Regions from separate parts of the Zea mays genome. Here region 2 is linked to region 1. The links are chromatin contacts, called in public Hi-C maps. All regions are on one chromosome and are shown on one strand. Each heading gives the region's core, a stretch centred on a gene start, on an enhancer-like site or on the middle of the called end of the contact. The rest is flanking DNA. Distances are from core to core; before and after follow the strand shown.

Evidence for each region. A called contact is a pair of places that touch in the nucleus more often than the background predicts.
Region 2: a Hi-C map of leaf mesophyll shows a contact between it and region 1, with 2.0 times the contacts expected there. The contact joins the promoter of LOC100276622 here to the promoter of LOC100191782 in region 1. A contact is called at or near these places in 5 of 25 Hi-C or Micro-C datasets (bundle sheath, ear, endosperm and 2 more).

Annotation. Positions count from the first base shown.
Region 1 is chr8:14,204,043-14,207,662 of Zm-B73-REFERENCE-NAM-5.0, forward strand. LOC100191782 reads right to left here and starts at 1,757. Exons shown (of 2, transcript NM_001137207.1): 1 at 535-1,757; 2 at 1-228. The coding sequence starts at 974.
Region 2 is chr8:14,393,839-14,397,458 of Zm-B73-REFERENCE-NAM-5.0, forward strand. It overlaps LOC100276622, which reads left to right and starts at 1,569. Exons shown (of 6, transcript NM_001165437.2): 1 at 1,569-1,964; 2 at 2,346-2,476. The coding sequence starts at 1,658.

The DNA.
Region 1 (3,620 bases), core at 507-3,006:
GTGATCAGGGAGGACTGGGACGGCGAGGGCGGCTGGTCGTCCGTCAGGTTGACCGTGGTGATGTCGTGGATGCTGGACCTCCTCTTGTCCTTGCCGCCGGAGTTGAGCCTGATGAAGTACTTCTGCGCGTGGCTGGCCACCTGAGTAGGCGTTCTGGTCTGGACAAAGTTGCGCGATATGTTCCTCCAGTCCCCCTTGCCGTATTTCTTCAGGCCTAGGAGGAACAACCTGGCCGAAGAACAGAAACATGATGATCCTGTTCAGTAACTGACTGTTTAAGAGAGCCAGATCTCTACTCAATAAAGAAAATCGAAAATTCCCCCGGATTAAATGCAATTAAATGTTGATAGTTGATTAACTGCAAGTTGCAAATCTACTCAGGTGATGTAAGCCCTATGGATGGAATGATGGTGAGATTCAACTATCCGCCGAGATGGAAGCTCTCGCCAGTCATCCGCATGACGCAGAGCAATCGCTTTCTCAGAACAGAACGGAACGCGGAAGTCGTATCGTATGGCGTATATACTCACTCACCTGTGCTCCTCCTCCGTCCATGGCACGCCCTTCTTCCGCTCCTGCTCCGGCGTGCGGCCGTGGTGCCGCCTCCCGCAGCCTCCGGCGAAGCGGTACCCGTGCCTGAAGTCCCCCGGACCGGGGCCGTAGCCGTCCCACTGCAGGGTGAACGAGCTGGCCCCGCCGCCGTAGGCCGGCAAGGGAACCTGCCCGCTCTCGATCTGCTGGACGTCGACCTCGAGGTGCTTGAAGTGGCTGACGACCTCGCGCACCGTCCGGCCGGGGATGGCCCGCGCCACCTCCTCCCAGTCCGGGCGGCAGAGGTCGAGCCCGGCGAGCGCCCGCTCGAACTGCTTGTTCTCCGCCGCCGTCCACAGACGCGCCGCCGCCGGGAACCAGTTGCTCCGTGCGGCTATGTGGTCCACCGGCGGCAGCACGTCCATGTACGTCTCCCGCATCATCTCTGCTCTGCCCCGGGGCGTTGTTCCACCTCTTTCTTCCCCCCTGTAGGAATCACGGGACTGAAAGAAAGGTTAGATTTCTTTTTGCCTTTCTGGGCATCTCAGTCCGAACACGATAAAGATTCCGAGAGCACTGTAACGATTATTATTAAACGATTTCTCTGTCTCTTGCTCTGAACAGGAACTCCTATCGTCGCTGCAGATCAAATACGATGAACATAGGATTGGAGAAAGGTGGAATCTTTGTGCGTGAAAACTGGAATCAGTTGCAGCACCTGCCTGAAAAAGGGATCGACTTTTACGAAAGAATTAGACTGGACTCAAGAACACCTCTGAACTGAACCTGAACACGGAACACAGCCGGAATCGTGAACCATGTGACCCCAAAATCGCTCATCCCTGAAAACAATTTGACCGCCACAACCAAACCGCCTCACCTAAACTAGCAGAGAGCCTAACCACCTTCCCTTCCAATCCCGCTCCAAATCACACCACCAAACGCCACAGGGAACTCGAGACCCCACCCAACCAAAACAAAGCGAAATTTCACCTGAGCAGTGCCTCCTCTCGCGGAGCCGGCAGGAGGAACAGAAGGCGATCCGCCTCGGTTCTTTCTTGCTCACCCTCTCCGCGTGTTTTTCCCCTTCCTCCCTGGCTCCCTCTCCTTGCTTTCTTCCCTCAGCTCAGCTGTGACTGTGAGCTAGCTAGCTTTCCCTGGGCACTAGAAAAGAGATAGCGATCCAGAGGGAGGCAGGTTCTTGTGAGTGTCGGCCGGCGATTGGGCCGTGGCTTGGAGCTTGTGGCCGACTTTTGCAGTATTTATATACCACCGCTACTCCCACTAGGATACCCGTGTTGCTATAGGCCGCATGTATTTATGTGCGTGCGCGCATCACACACACGCACGCACGCACACTTGGAGTTGCTCTTGGCTTCCCTCCCCCGCTTTTTACTGCCCGAATATCACTGCACATTGGTGGTTAGCGTCTCTCTACAGTGAAATGGTAGATGAAAAATGTGCCATTAGCTGCTGCTTCGAAAATCAAATAGTTAGATGTGTCAGTGACTCCTTAGAGCCATTTTATAATCTGAGACTCCGAGTGTAGCCGTGTGCCCAACTAAAAAACAAGGATAATGGTACTTTTTTTTAATGTTTGTGAAGTTTTGATTAGTTGGGGGTTGGGGGTGCTTGGAAGAAGTGGTCGAGTTGTGGTGGCACTAATATTTTTTTCTTTTGTGCGGAGGGTGATGGATGGGGGTGATTGGTCGCCGTTGACGAGCAGCCATGGCTTTCAGTCCGGGGTTTTCGTTTCGTCCACCTGTTGCCATCAGCCGTTTGGTACCGCCCGCGCATGATTTGCTGGGAAGGGATTGGGCGGTCATTGTTTTATTGCAAGCAAAGGGAAACAGAACAAAGCTGCAGTAAGTGTCGCCAACGAGCTAGACATCTGCTTGGTTCGTTTTTACTTCATGTCTTGAAATGAAGAAGTACCTGCTTGAATTCCTCCCTTCTCTTGAACCATATTATGAATTGCTGTAAAAAATAACTGTTGCAATAATAATAAACGATCTACGAAATACTGATGTGATGATATATAAAATTTCTATAAGCGGCCGGACCATGCATATAGTTTGACAATTACTTTTCGTTGAAGTGCAAAGCTCGATGTTTTCAGATCCTAAATACCAGAAACTCCTTGCTTGTCAGAAGAAAAAGAAGCATTAAGCGCTGCTTTAAAAACTTTGTATGTACTACCAGTGGGCGTGTTTCGACGCCGATGTTTGCCGCCTTGCTTTCACGGAGTGATTTTCACAGGTGACAAAGGTCCTGAAAATCACGGCACCCTTCTAACGTGTGCTGGTAGACTTGACCGGAGAACGAGGAGAATCTCTTCAAGTGGCATCTTTCCTGAAAGAAACAGATGGCTGGCAATGGCATGGCAATGTGAAGCGAAGAAAAGGCTGGCTGGCTGGCTGTGCTAGCTCTACCGTTCTGGCAAAGCTATTTCCGTTGGGTTCTCCAAGAATTGGGCCGGAAAAAAAAAGATCTTTGCTTCTGTTGCCTAGGTACAATTCCCCTGTGTGACTGTGATATGTTGTTCATACTTGCAGCTCAGTTTGCGTCAGAAGAGAACCTAGCACATACTACTACTATACTTTATGTTTCCTTGAGTTGAATTGTTAATCTGTGGCGCATGGTTGTTTGCTTGGCTGCCAAACCAGATGAGGCCGCCAGCCACATCAGGAGGAGGAGCAGGAGCAGGGAGCCATGAGAAAGGCTGCCAAAGTACAACGGAAGCCGAGGGAGCTTTCTGTGCGCCTGATGAACAAACCAACCCTCAATCAGGCATGTGCATGCAGGTCAGCACCCTAGACGACAAAAGGAGTAGGGAACCTGCACACATCTTTATATTTTATATAAGTATGTAACTGCTAAACTAAACAGAACAGCGTCGCTTGGAATTCAAGCAAGGCTGTCAGGAAGCTACTAACCACAGTTTATTTAACTAATACTACTGATCACCTGAGACAGCTCTGACCAATCATGCATGCATTCACGCAGCATTGGCCAGAAGGGACGACACGAGTTTAAATGCCGGTTGAAAAATGCGTGGCGTATAGTATAGTATCGTCCCCCGTGCTATA
Region 2 (3,620 bases), core at 319-2,818, 190 kb after region 1:
GTGATTCTTCAAAATAAACCGAGGGCTGGGAGCTAAAAAAAGCTAATTCTCCTGATTCACTCCTACCATATAGTCACACTTTCTATAGAGTTTATTATATTGTTTTATTTGAGAATCACTTTCAACCACAAAATCACTTGTCTCATATAATCACTTCTAACAGGAAATCATAATAAGTGAAAGCTCTACCAAATAAGGCCCTTAAATATCACGAGAATCTAGATATTATGAGGCTTGCATATAGATATAGATGAACGAACTTGCACACTTTAGGGTCTAATAAATGGTGGATTTCCCCACGACGATGACACATAGGATTCTGCATTTACGTTGATTTAGACTATTTTTGTATAATCGATTCTCACGTAACTGGACTAAGGGGGTGTTTGGTTTCTTAGGACTAATTTTTATTTCCTCACAATTAGTCTCTTTTAGTCCCTAGATTACTAAACACAAAGACTAAAAATAGATTATCTTTATTTAGTCTGTGTTTGGCAATTTAGGGACTAAAATGAAATAAAAATTAGTCCCTAGAAACCAAACACCCCTATGGAAACGAAACGTTTAGGTGCCAAATGTTGATTCTAATGGCCAAAATCAATCAGAAGCTGAAAAAGTAGGACCAAGACTAAACTTTAGTCCCTTCATTTTAGTCACTAAATTACCAAACACATGAACTAAAATGGACTAAACCATATGTTTTCTCTATTTTAGTCCTTGTGTTTGGCAATTTATTATGTGTTTGGTTGGACGTACAAGGAGTGATGGAAGGAGCGACCATATTTTCTATAATGTTTGGATGAGAGTCACGCGAGGGTGAGGTGAACATCGGAGCAATTTTTGGTGGCGGTGTGATCCAAAAAATTGAAGTAGCCATGTCACCCTGCCTCATCCTACTTTAACTTCAAACCAAACACATAGTTAGCGACTAAGGGGATGTTTGGTTTTTTAGTCACCCTTCTAAATTTTAGTCCCTAGAAATTCTATTTGAAAGACCTCCTTTAGTCACACTGTTTGGTAATTTAGGAACTTAAAGTGACTAAAGTTTAAGAGGTCGAAACCAAACACTCCCTAAAGTCTTATTCGATTGCATCTTGATCAAAGAAGATTGAAGGGGATTAAATTCTCGTAATAATCAAAATTAAATAGAAGGGGATTTAATCTCCCTTAATTCCCTTCGATCTAGACATGACCAAATAAAACCTAAAGACCTATTCGATTGCAAGGGGTCGAAGGGGATTGAAGGCCCCTTCTACTCAATTTTGACTAAAAAGATTTAATCTTCTCTAACCCCTCATTCTCACCCTAATCGAAGAAATCACAAATCCTTAACATGGATTGGAGGGAAATAGCATGAATTGGGAGGGATTTTGACTTGGTAGAGATTTAAATCGATTCAATCTACTTTAATCTATATAGATTAAAATGAATACTTCAATTTATATGGATTAAAATGAAAACAAACAAACTCAATAAATCTTTAGAAAAAATATGACATAATTACCACGAACTAAACAATCACTAAATCTGAGTCTTTAACTTATGTGGATACGGGAATACCTCAAACATTCCGAGCGTGTGCTTGGTCAACTGGGCCACCGCGCACAAAACCCATTGCAGTTGTAGCAGGGACTCTTTCCCCGTGCCACGGACGACAATGACTGCCGACGCGGCGCTCCTCGCCATCATCGTCGCCTTCCTCCTCCCGCTACGCCTCGTCTCCCTCGGCCTCAGCCTGGCGTCCGGGCGTCACGGTACTAGCTCCAGACGCGTCCGCCGTTCCTGTGCCGCTTTGGCCGTCGCAGCCGCGCTCCTCGCAGTCATCTTCGCCCTCCCGCGTGACCACGTCCGGGAGTGCGCCGCTCCGATCGCTTCTGTCTCCAGTGCCGGGGATGATGACGGCGGTTTCCGCGAGGAGCTGCGGTTGGAGGTCGAGCAGCTTAAGCAGCAGCTGGCGCGGCTTGGTATGTTTCGAGATTATTAGTCGTCATCTCCTGTTAGGGCTAATCCTATTTCTATCAAAGTTGCCCGTGTTATAATTTTGTAATTCGCGATTGATAGTATTGCAATTGCGATTGTTTAATAATTTATCTTTAGTCTTTGAGGTTAATGCTTTTTATTGAATTATGTTTATTAAAAGATTGTACTATATTCTTAGACACCGTTTGGAACGCTGGAATTTTCCCCATATCCTGTGTTCTTCTATGAAATTTAAACTAATTCCAGTGAAATTCCTACATTCCAAACGGCCCTTTAAAAGGCAATTTACTTGTCCAATGATGTTAATGGAGTTTCTTGTATTTTTTTTCTGTTGTATGCTGATATATTTTGAACTGTGTTTGCAGAATCTCTTTGGGATAGTAAATCGAAAGCTGTGGATGATAAACTTGATTCTTTAGAGGAGGATAATGGCCGTGTAATGAGAGCAATGGCACTCGATGTCCAGTCTCTGATCAATGAGCGGGAAAATATCAAGGTATGTGCCTGGTAAATTGTCCCTTCTCAATGGTACCACATCAATTCCATGGAGTTCGGCTAGTCATTGAATGTTACCCCCTTTGCACAAATTTTCATTACTAGTATAAAATAAACAAGTGAATATTCTGGTTCTACTATGTAGTTCATACATTTAGATCATGATCAAGCACCCTCCAAGCTTGAACTCTGGTGATGACAGGCCAAGATAGTTGGATGGTTTTAGTGTAAAATTGTTACATTTTTTTTCTCTTGAACGAGCAAGAGAACTGCACATCATTATATTAAGAAGAGAAAAAGAAGGTCCAAACGGACCAGTACAAAGACGAGCACACCTTACGGTGGCCAAAAACGAAAATACACAAAGGAATCCATAAACACTCTAACAAGGAACCCTCATTGTTAGAAGAGCTAGATTTTTTGCTCCAGCTAACTTCCACAGCTTCCCTTCCTCCTCCACCTGTTTAATGGCAGCCTCCAAATTTGGAGGGATTTTATCAAACACACAGTGACACAGCGGTTCCGATGATTCCATAGGATCCAAAACCCCAAAATAATTAGAGAATTAAGACCCTCTTTGGCTACACCTTGCAGCTGGTCACTTAATCTCTCCCACCAGTGCATACTGCTAGATTCACCTGGTTGGGGGTTGAATCCCTACAAATTAACCTGACCGAGCAAACGAAACCAGAAATGCCTAGCAAAGACACGTCCAACCAGCAAATGATCAATGTCCTCGTGCTCTTGATCACACAGTGGACAACTTTCTGGATGGGTAAGACCTCTCTTTTGGAGTCGATCCGCTGTCCAACATCTCTTAAAAGCAGCCAGCCATAGAAAAAAATTGCATTTGGGAGGGGCCCAAGAGTGCCAAATTCTCTCCCAGTGCCCAAAATTAGTAGAGCCAATGAAAAGACTTTTGTATGCAGCTTTGGCAGAATACTTTCCATCTGTTGCAAATCGGAATATATGTTTATCTTCCTGATTCTGCAGCAGGTTAATTGAGCTTAAAATGTCCCAAAGATCCAGGAAATCAGCTAGCACTCCAACTGAAACTGCACCTCTAATATCTGTCAACCATCTTCTATCTGTCAAAGCCTACTGGACTGATCTAGTGTTCAAAATTCTCTTGGGCACAACAACAA